Linked DNA regions of Gossypium arboreum: region 2 is linked to region 1. The links are chromatin contacts, called in public Hi-C maps. All regions are on one chromosome and are shown on one strand. The core of a region is the stretch at or near the end of the contact, and the rest is flanking DNA. Distances in the headings are between cores, read along the strand shown. Region 1 holds the start of LOC108468198 (ethylene-responsive transcription factor ERF061-like). Region 2 holds the start of LOC108469840 (endoglucanase 6-like).

Evidence for each region. A called contact is a pair of places that touch in the nucleus more often than the background predicts.
Region 2: a contact with region 1 is called in a Hi-C map of leaf, with 4 times the contacts expected there. The contact joins the promoter of LOC108469840 here to the promoter of LOC108468198 in region 1. A contact is called at or near these places in 2 of 5 Hi-C or Micro-C datasets (both in leaf).

The regions. Positions count from the first base shown.
Region 1 is chr8:44,199,180-44,204,013 of ASM2569848v2, reverse strand. It overlaps LOC108468198 (ethylene-responsive transcription factor ERF061-like), which reads left to right and starts at 3,288. Exons shown (of 1, transcript XM_017769084.2): 1 at 3,288-4,834. The coding sequence starts at 4,115.
Region 2 is chr8:44,522,371-44,526,843 of ASM2569848v2, reverse strand. It overlaps LOC108469840 (endoglucanase 6-like), which reads right to left and starts at 2,446. Exons shown (of 9, transcript XM_017770901.2): 1 at 1,560-2,446; 2 at 1,215-1,427; 3 at 805-1,005. The coding sequence starts at 1,769.

The DNA.
Region 1 (4,834 bases), core at 2,039-4,538:
GTTTTACATATTCTTCGTGATTGCCCTGCTGTTAAAGATGTTTGGCCCTAGGTTAATCCAGGTAAGTATCTTTCTAACGCTTTCTCTATTCTTTCTCAGGATTGGATCCTTTTAAATTTGCAGGTTAATAGGTTGATTCACGAGGGGGAGTTAGTTGGGCCTATCTTTTTGGTTTACTTAGTTGGCGTATCTGGAAGAATCTTAATTTATACATTTTTCAAGGCAAACCTTGAAGCTCAAAAGAAATCGTCCAAGGATCTCTTAGCTGGGCAGTTTAACTATTCTCCTCACCTCAAGTAGTTCCTTCTACCTATATCGACCACTTTTCTGAAACACGCATATCTAAGGAACGAGTTTATCTCAACACTGATGGAGCAGTACATTGGGATTCTAGACTGGCTGCAGCTGGAGGCGTGGTTCGTGATAAAGTAGGAAATTGGATCACTGGCTTTCATAGATTTCTCGGCAAATGTTCAGTTTTCGATGCGAAACTTTGGGGCATTCTTGATGGGCTCAAACTTGTTCAAAAAAGAGGATATGACAAATTTATTATCTTCACTAATTGCTTGGAAATAGTCAAAGCCACTATTAGGAGTTCTTCTACAAATTCTAATTCTTCTCTATTAGAAACATTCATAATTTTTTATCTCAGGAAAATCAGTAGACTATACGATATATTTTGAAGGAACAAAATAAAGTTGCGAATTGCCTAGCTAAGCTAGCTTTGATTGAAAAATCTAACATGCAAGTTTTTGATGTTCCTCCAGAGAGGACTCGTATTCTTATTGATAGGGACAAGCATATGAGTGCTACGTTCACTCAATCGCAATTTATGTAATGTACTAAGGTTTTCTTATTTCATAAAAAAAAATTAAAAGAGTAGTAAAAATTTTCAAAAGAGTATTTAAGTGTGTTATGTATAGGTAAAAGTACTATAGCGGCTTTTGTATTAAGAGTTAGATTTCATTTTACTCTCTTTACTCAAAAATAGATAAATTAATCTCTAAAAATAAACTAATTTTTTAATAAAATAATATTTATTTATACCGTTAAAAATATAATCAATTTCTGTACATTTATATTTTTACAATTATACAACTTGTATAACAGTTTGGCATGGTGGTAAAAATAATTTTGTATATTCTTTTTAATAAATCAAAGATATTGTTTTATACGATTTAAAACTTCTTTTTCCCTAAAAGAATTTAAAATTTTATTTTAAATTTTAAGAATAATTTTATCTTTATTTTTAAGAGTACTAACAAAAACTTATTTTTAATTCAAAATTTATCCTCATTCATTACATTTTTACAATACAATTAACGCAATATTAATAAAGACATATCAAATTAATTTACCAGAAAAAAAACACATTCATTTATCTAAAAATAAAATGCTATAAGTTTCAACCGGACAATAATATGTTTCTAAAAAAATTGTGAAGCTTTTGTCATCGTGACATCAATTTGTTGGTGACATGACGTACTGTACTTCTTTGGCTAAAGAAAGCAGCGTCGTATACAGCCACAGTTGGCCAATGGTGCGCCCGGGAAAATCTTTACCAGGAATGATATGAAATCACGAGAATTTGCTAATCACACTCTTTAGGCACGTGTCAATAGACAAGCAAGCATAAAAGTTGAGGCTAGACCACTGGCTTGGTCGGCGTCGCCCTCGCCCTGCACACTGACTTGTCTAGCTGCCAACCACACTGCCAAATCTCAACTTTTTCAAGTGTCCCACACTCAAAATTGATTTCTTTTTCTTTTAAGTGAAGGCCTCTACAACTGAATTTCATCCTTTCGTCAAGAATTTTATCTTAGGTGACTAAGTCAAAAGAATGAGTATGAACTTATTTCAACAACTTCGTTTTGCCACATTAAGATTCTAACTTGGATAAAAAAAAGAGTAAGAGGAAATTAATTTCTTCTAGCTACCCATAGACTTGGCTACTGAGTCTTTATGTATGAATCTATTGAAAAGAAAAGGAAATCATTATTACTCCTAACACTAGAAACATGAACAAACAAACTCATTCATATAATTATTTTTAAATTTAATTTAACAAAAAAATTATTTTAATTTCAACATTTAAAAGATATTTTTCTATCTCCGTATTATAACTTTTTTTTTGATCTGGCTCCGTATTATAACTTATATAATATAAAAGGGTCATAAATTATATCACATAAAGCATTAATTTAAAAATTCCATTACAATAGAATTATATGAGATCTTTTTAAATTAACAGTTGAAATAAGAATACAGAATAATTTTCAAAGAAAAGTAACTGATTTAACATGTTCTAAGCCATTAGTATAATTTCTTAATTTTTGATGCAACAATTAATTTAAAAAGGATTTAACATGATCACACTATAATAAAATCTCACATTAGATGTTATCCATTTTATGAGATAAAATTAGAAAGAAATAAGAGAGAGAGAGAAGTTGGAGACAACGTAACATGAATTGAGGATTGACTTGTGAGGCATGGTTAGGTTTCTTTCACATGCAAAATACAGCAATACCCTTTATTTCCCGTTTGAGGTCAGTCCAGCAGATGGGGTATCTTTCACGAGCTTTGTCATCCCCGAAAATACAAACTAGAAAAGAAAAGAAGAAACTTATAGATATTGGCTTTTCGAACTCTACCTTTACGTCTTTAATGCTCCATACCAAGCTTGGATCCCACATTGATAATGATGACAACCTCTATGATTTCATGTAGAAAAAGTCTTTTAACCTCATTCAATCAATCCTCGTTTTTATATATCAACTTTCTTTTTCTTTCGCTCTCCCTCGGTTTCTTCTTTGGGTTATTTAGATAAATACAAAGTGCAATCCAGCAAAAGTTACAGCATGACCCGCAATTTAATTTCTACAAAGCTATAAGCATTGGATTTGCGAATGAAATCATCAAGTCCAGGCGGCATTCTAGTTCTAGTAAATTTGTGTTTGCTTTTTATGTCAAGGTAAGGATCAATTACTCATAATAATACTTTCCAAAGGGTAACGTAACTCACCATGTGCTGCCAAACATTGTTGGTCTGGAAATGAGATATCAACATCTCTTCTCTCCACAAATTTAGGTTCTCAGTTATTTGGATGTTTCCTATTTAACCCCAATTGTATTATGTTGAAAGACTTTTTAACATATATTTAAATCTTTGAACATGTTATAGTATCAAGAGAAACAAAAATAATAATGGAATTTTGAACATTGAAAGTAAAAAGCAGTAAGAGAGACGGTTTCAGACTTGAATGGGATTTTGGAATTTTGTGCAGAGTTTGAAACCAAAAAAATGAAAAGCGTAGCGTGGTGGACAACTGGGCATAACATAAGACGCGTGGCGCAGAGGAGTTTTAACTTTTGACAACCCAAAGCTGGCTCTGCCTCTTGCAATAAATACAAAAAGTAGCTTTTTAGCAGTTTTGTGCGGGGGACCTCTTCTTTTTGCCCTTTCATGGACACTCCTCCTATTTCTTCTTGCTCAAAAGAATGGGCGGATTTTATAACAATGTTTGCACCTCATGCAAAAACACATCCATGAAATTTTAGTATAATAAATTTGGTGGCAAACAAAAATAATAATAATAAATCGAGTTGCATAAGAAGAAGGGAGAAAGGAAGGCATGGCAATGCCCTCCCAATTAACTTAAGATTCCTTTAAATAAGAAAAACAACTATTACAATAAAATTAGATATTAAAATAATATTATAGCCTAAACACATCGCAACCCATTTAAAGTTCCATTCAAAGTTTCGTTAGACCGGAATTCAAACTTGCTCTATATCTAAAAGTAAAATCCTAAGCTTTAGCTTTACTGTCCACCACAGCTATAAATACCACCAACCTCACCCTTGGCTCTCACCATATACCATTTGGGTTTCTTCTTCCTCCCCACCAAAATTCTTGTTCAAGCCAAGATTTCTTCATTTCCTTAACCAAATTACCCTACTTTCTTTTTCTTTTGTTATCTAGAATTTCACTTTCTTTTCTTTTGTTTATACAAGGAAAAAGGGTCAGTTTTTTTAGCGCCCCTGTTTTTCTTCAATTTTACTCTTATACTCCTTGTTTCCTCTGTTTTGATTCAAATCAAGAATAAAAAAAATGCAAGAAATCAATCATCCTCTTGGATTCAATAATATTGTTAATATTGGATCTTCACTGTCACAGTTGATATTGTCAGGAGGCTCAAATACCTTAGATTCAATCTTCTCTCATTGCGCACCGTCAACGACGACAACATCAACCGCCATCACCACCAACTGTATTTACGAGCCAATAGGCTCTTCAGTCTATCTCCGCCAGAGAGAGCTCCTTCAAAAGTTCAGCCAAGAGAACAACGGAAACGCTTCGTTTTCGGGCAACTCGCTAATGAACCGGATTCCGACCTATCCAAACCCCGCATCGACGAGCAACTTCTATTTGAGTCCTGAAAAGAAGAAGCAATACAGGGGGGTGAGGCAGAGACACTGGGGTAAATGGGTGGCCGAAATCAGACTCCCACAGAACAGAATGCGAATCTGGTTAGGCACATACGAAACAGCCGAAGCCGCTGCTTATGCGTATGATCGTGCGGCGTATAAGCTTAGAGGGGAATATGCAAGGTTGAATTTCCAAAACATCAAGGATCCCAGCAAGTTGGGCTTTGGAGATGGTGCTCGTTTGAGTGCTCTGAAGAACTCGGTGGATGCTAAGATTCAAGCCATTTGTCAAAAGGTGAAAAGAGAGAGGGCTAAAAAGAAAGCCAAGAAGGATCGTCCCGCAGAAGCTGACAAAACAGTTAAGGTGACGGAATCCTGTTCATCGTCATCATCGTTATCGCCT
Region 2 (4,473 bases), core at 1,197-3,696, 320 kb before region 1:
GGGTAATTTGGGGATGTAAGTTAAACAGGAGGAGCACCGACATTGTTGGCACGTGAGAAACGAAATGACTCATTGCGACCATTTTGGGGTACAAATGAACGGTTAAGATCTGCTTGTACGAGAGATCTGTACGGTCATAAAAGATTAATTACCCGTGATGGATGGGGCAAAAGCAAAGTCAAGCGTTCTCATCACCAGGAGTCATAAAATTAGGACATCAATCCACTGGGGTCAATCCGTTCCATTATAAAAAATTATCATTTTATTTTTATAAATTTTTAAAAGCTTAATATAGAAAATAATAAATATTTACTTGATTTTAAAAGATAAAAAAATTAAAAATTTAATTGAAGCCAAATTTATAAAAATGATAATGATTTTTAAAATTATAAGAGGCAGGTGATGGAACAAACATGCCAATTATGGGGCGATATAGAATTTAACTATACCCACCTCTTCTACCCATGATCAATTTTAAACCATTAACAAGAATCTCACGAACGACACCGTTTCACCCAAAAAGTAGCTACTACAACGGTTAAATGGTTTTTATTTTTCCTGGCTCAAAACAGTGGTAGTATTTTTTTAGAAGAAAGAAGTAAACAGAGGTGGTTGTTTTTATTAAATGAAAACTAGGGTTGGGCCCGCCAAGTTGCGAAATTGAGGCCGACAAAAGATTGCGTAATAACAACCGTTTTTTCCTATCACCTTATGATAAAAAAGGTTGAGAGTGTAAGCTAACATGCACCGGCAGGTACAATGGTCCCAGCAACGCGAGAAGACACAGACTGCGTAAATGTATACCTGGTAGGCATGGCGAAGAAGCTCGGTGGAATATGCAGGGTTGGAACGGCGGAAGACGATTGAGGCGGCAGCCATGGCGGCGGCAGTTTCACCTGCCAGATCCGACCCCGGATTGCTTGGGTCTATCTTGTAAGCATGACGGTCGGTGGTCATGTCCTCTGGTCTTTGCCAACAGTAGTGGTCACTGTTACCGTCGCCCACCTAAAATGGATCTCACCAAAATTAATTATTTTTTAATTGAGTCCTTTTGAGTTTTAGAAGTATTAAATTCAAACTAATATTTTATTAGTAGCCAAGTGTTGCTATCAAGTTTGAGATTTGAAAAAGGGATTTGGACATATTAGTGACAAAATAATGGAGTGTTAAGAATGGCAAGAAACACGAGGAGGGAAGCAGGTCGGGAAGAGTACCTCTCCATAAAGGACATAAGGTTCGGGATGAGCTTTAATGAGGTAGTCAGTGCCCCACTTGATTGCTTCCATCGCATGGCCGAGCTCTCCATTTGCACCAATTTGTTTCCCGTACTCTATAATACTCCAGGACATCATTGTTATGGTGAATGCCATGGGCAGTCCGAACTTCACATTGTCCCCTGCATCGTAGTACCCTCCAACCAGATCCACCTTGAGAATTTGTGAAAACAACTTCAACCATCAATACCATAATTTTCGATTCTAAATGAAGCATGTCAAAGAACAAAAGTGACGTTTTGACCGAGAAAACAAATTCAAGTTGAGAGTGGAACTTTAACTTACCCCACTGGCCTTGCCGTCATTCAAGCCGGAATTGGCTCTCCACGTAACTCTCTGGTTATGAGGAAGGTAACCAGATCTCTGAGCTTCAAAGAACAGAATGCTCTTGCTCAGAGCTTGGTTATAGTCATGTCCAGCAAAAACAAAAGGAAGAAAAAGTAGCAGAAGTAAAGGAGTCATTTCAATCAGCCTCATCAACTTCTCCATGTACATTCAAACTTATCAAAAGACACAATTCAAGTTTCAAGTTCAAACAAAAACAGATCTCTTTCTGCAGCAGAGTGGGTTTTCCTTCAAGTTTATAAAACTAAAAAGAGAAACCCATTTGGAATCGAACACAAAAAATGCAGTCTAGTAAGAGAAAAAGGTAAAAAAATGTAATGAGTTAAAAGAGGCGATAGAAATGAAAGTGAAGAGAGAAAGAGCAGTGGGATTGGGAATTGGAAGAGGAGCTGAAGCCTCTATATATTGTGGAGTGGAGGGAAGGAAGAGCAAGGGAGATTAAAAATTGTGAATTGAAAGTAGTTTTTAATAATAATTGGAGGAGAGGGGAAGAGAAAGAACAAAGTCATGTGGGTGTCCCTGGCGCTTTTAGTCTTTTACTGGGTAGAGTCGGTGCGGATTTAATGGTTCTTTTTGGCAGGGAAACTGCTGCTAAACATGATTAAAAATTAATTTCTGATTTTTACTCTTCTATAAAATTTCTTTTTATGCCTTCTCCACTCCAATAAACTTACATTGTTTGTAGCTTGGGAATAATGCCCCTGAAATTAAGGCATGAAGTTTATTACGGCTCCATTAAATCTCTGTTGGGCACAGCATGTGAGAGGGTACCCTGTTGTGGGTTACAAATGGTGGACATAATTGGATTTTGCAAAACTTGGCTACTTGGTTTAAGTTTTGAAATTTGTTCACCCATAATTAATGCAAATTATTTTTATTTTTATTTTTATTTTTATTTTTATTTTAAATTAATCATCTGGCTTCTGCAGTCTGCGACCTGTCCGTTTGCGTCTCCTGTCGTATTAGGTATGGGAAAATTGCAAACCCTGGATCATCTTTTACAGATGCTGCCACACTGCTTGATTAGGCCCATTATAGTACATATCTAACCCTAATTATTTTAAACATTTTCTTTTCTTTTTCTTTTTGAATTGTATTAAATATTAACTTAAATCTCTTAAAATATATTTATTTTCTCAATTTTATACTTAAATTTATTTTAATTTTATTTTATCTATTTTGTAATGTTGGTTAAAAATATTTGTTAGGCCACTTTGCCCAAAGAAAAAAATGTCATAATGATCGACCATTGATCGATGTTAATTGATCATGGTAGGCATTGACTTATTATTGATGATAATTGACCAGATATTAATTTATCATGGGGTGCTATTAGAATATACCACATGTTTCTTTTATTTTTTAATATTATATATATTATATTGATTAAAATGTAAAAAATCATATAATATATAATATATATAAATTTTAAAAAATTATAATTATTATCATAAACAATAAATTTTAAGGTATAATTTATTGACCACACATAAATCTACATATCTTTGGAGAATGAACTGATGTGAAAATCATAAAGAAAAAGATGCATTATTAATGGATAAATGTAAATGTTATATATTATTGATGAAGGGAGTTGAATATAACCCTAAATTCTCAACTAAAAGCCATTATTTTGTCCAGCTAAAGAAAAGGGGGGGTTGAGGTTTTTATGACGATTGGATGTAGAATTAAAATCTAAATATTAGAGGGAATTTGAATAATTGCTTTAATTATTGAGGGAACTTCTCAGCATCAACCGGAATTGTTGATAATGGTAAGTAGGATTCTCCAAACCCGACAACCCCATTTTTATTTTCTCTTTCTGAAATTAGGAGTCCACCGACGGCATCAGGTAGGCAATATGACAAGAAAATAACAATGGCATCCTTTGTAAAATCAACTGTGCAAGATGTCCATTTTCATTTGGCTATTTTATTTACAAGGTCAAAAAGAGAGCGCTTAATTCCCAACAGCAATCAACGGTCTCCGCCGGAAATTAACCTTTTTCTCTTTTTTTTTTGGGTTGCCGAAAATATTTTTGTCATCTTGCTTTTGCTTTTGCCCTTTCAAAAAAGTAAAAAAGAGTTTTTTATTTTAGTATCATAAGAAGGTTTTAAAAAACCAAGAGATGTGGACAGTGGAGACGTACGGTATGTAAGTCAAAGAGGCAAGCCTCCGCAATTACCGGCTAACGACGGTTCTATCACGACTTCTGATGGTTCTACCTAGGCAATGCAGTCACCGGCTGTCCGGGTGAGTTAGTTTTTGATCAGCCTCCCTAAGTACACCTGCCCCCCCCCCCCCCCAACCCACCAATTTTGTTCCCACTTTGACGTGGCGAAATCCATGTTAAAACAGTAACGTTGGTTATAAATTGAAGGCATAGGCCATCTTCCATAAGTGGAACTCTTGCTTTGCTTTGTTGTTGGTAAAGAATGGGACACAGTCAGCCCGAAACAGTACCACCAACTTTGCTTTTATGGCCTACAAAAATATCTTTTGATAGTATTGTTGCGCAACGCAAGCACAGAATTCAAATTTGCTTTCCTAACTAATAGGGAAGAGATGCCTAATTAAATTAGTTACTCCTTTTATTCAAATATGTTATACTTTGACTACAAATTGTTAGCTTATACTAATACAATTCCACAAACAGTTTACTTCAATTTGGTCTCTTTTTTCTGGCAATTAGAGCTAATTTGTTAGATTGTTATGCACTCAAATTTTGACAAACTCTTTGTTTTAAATGAAGTATTGATTTAGGTTACTCAATATACTAGTTAAACATCATTAAGAGTTTAAATGTTTATTTAGGTGTCATTAAGAATATCAACTTATCTTTGGTAAAAGTATC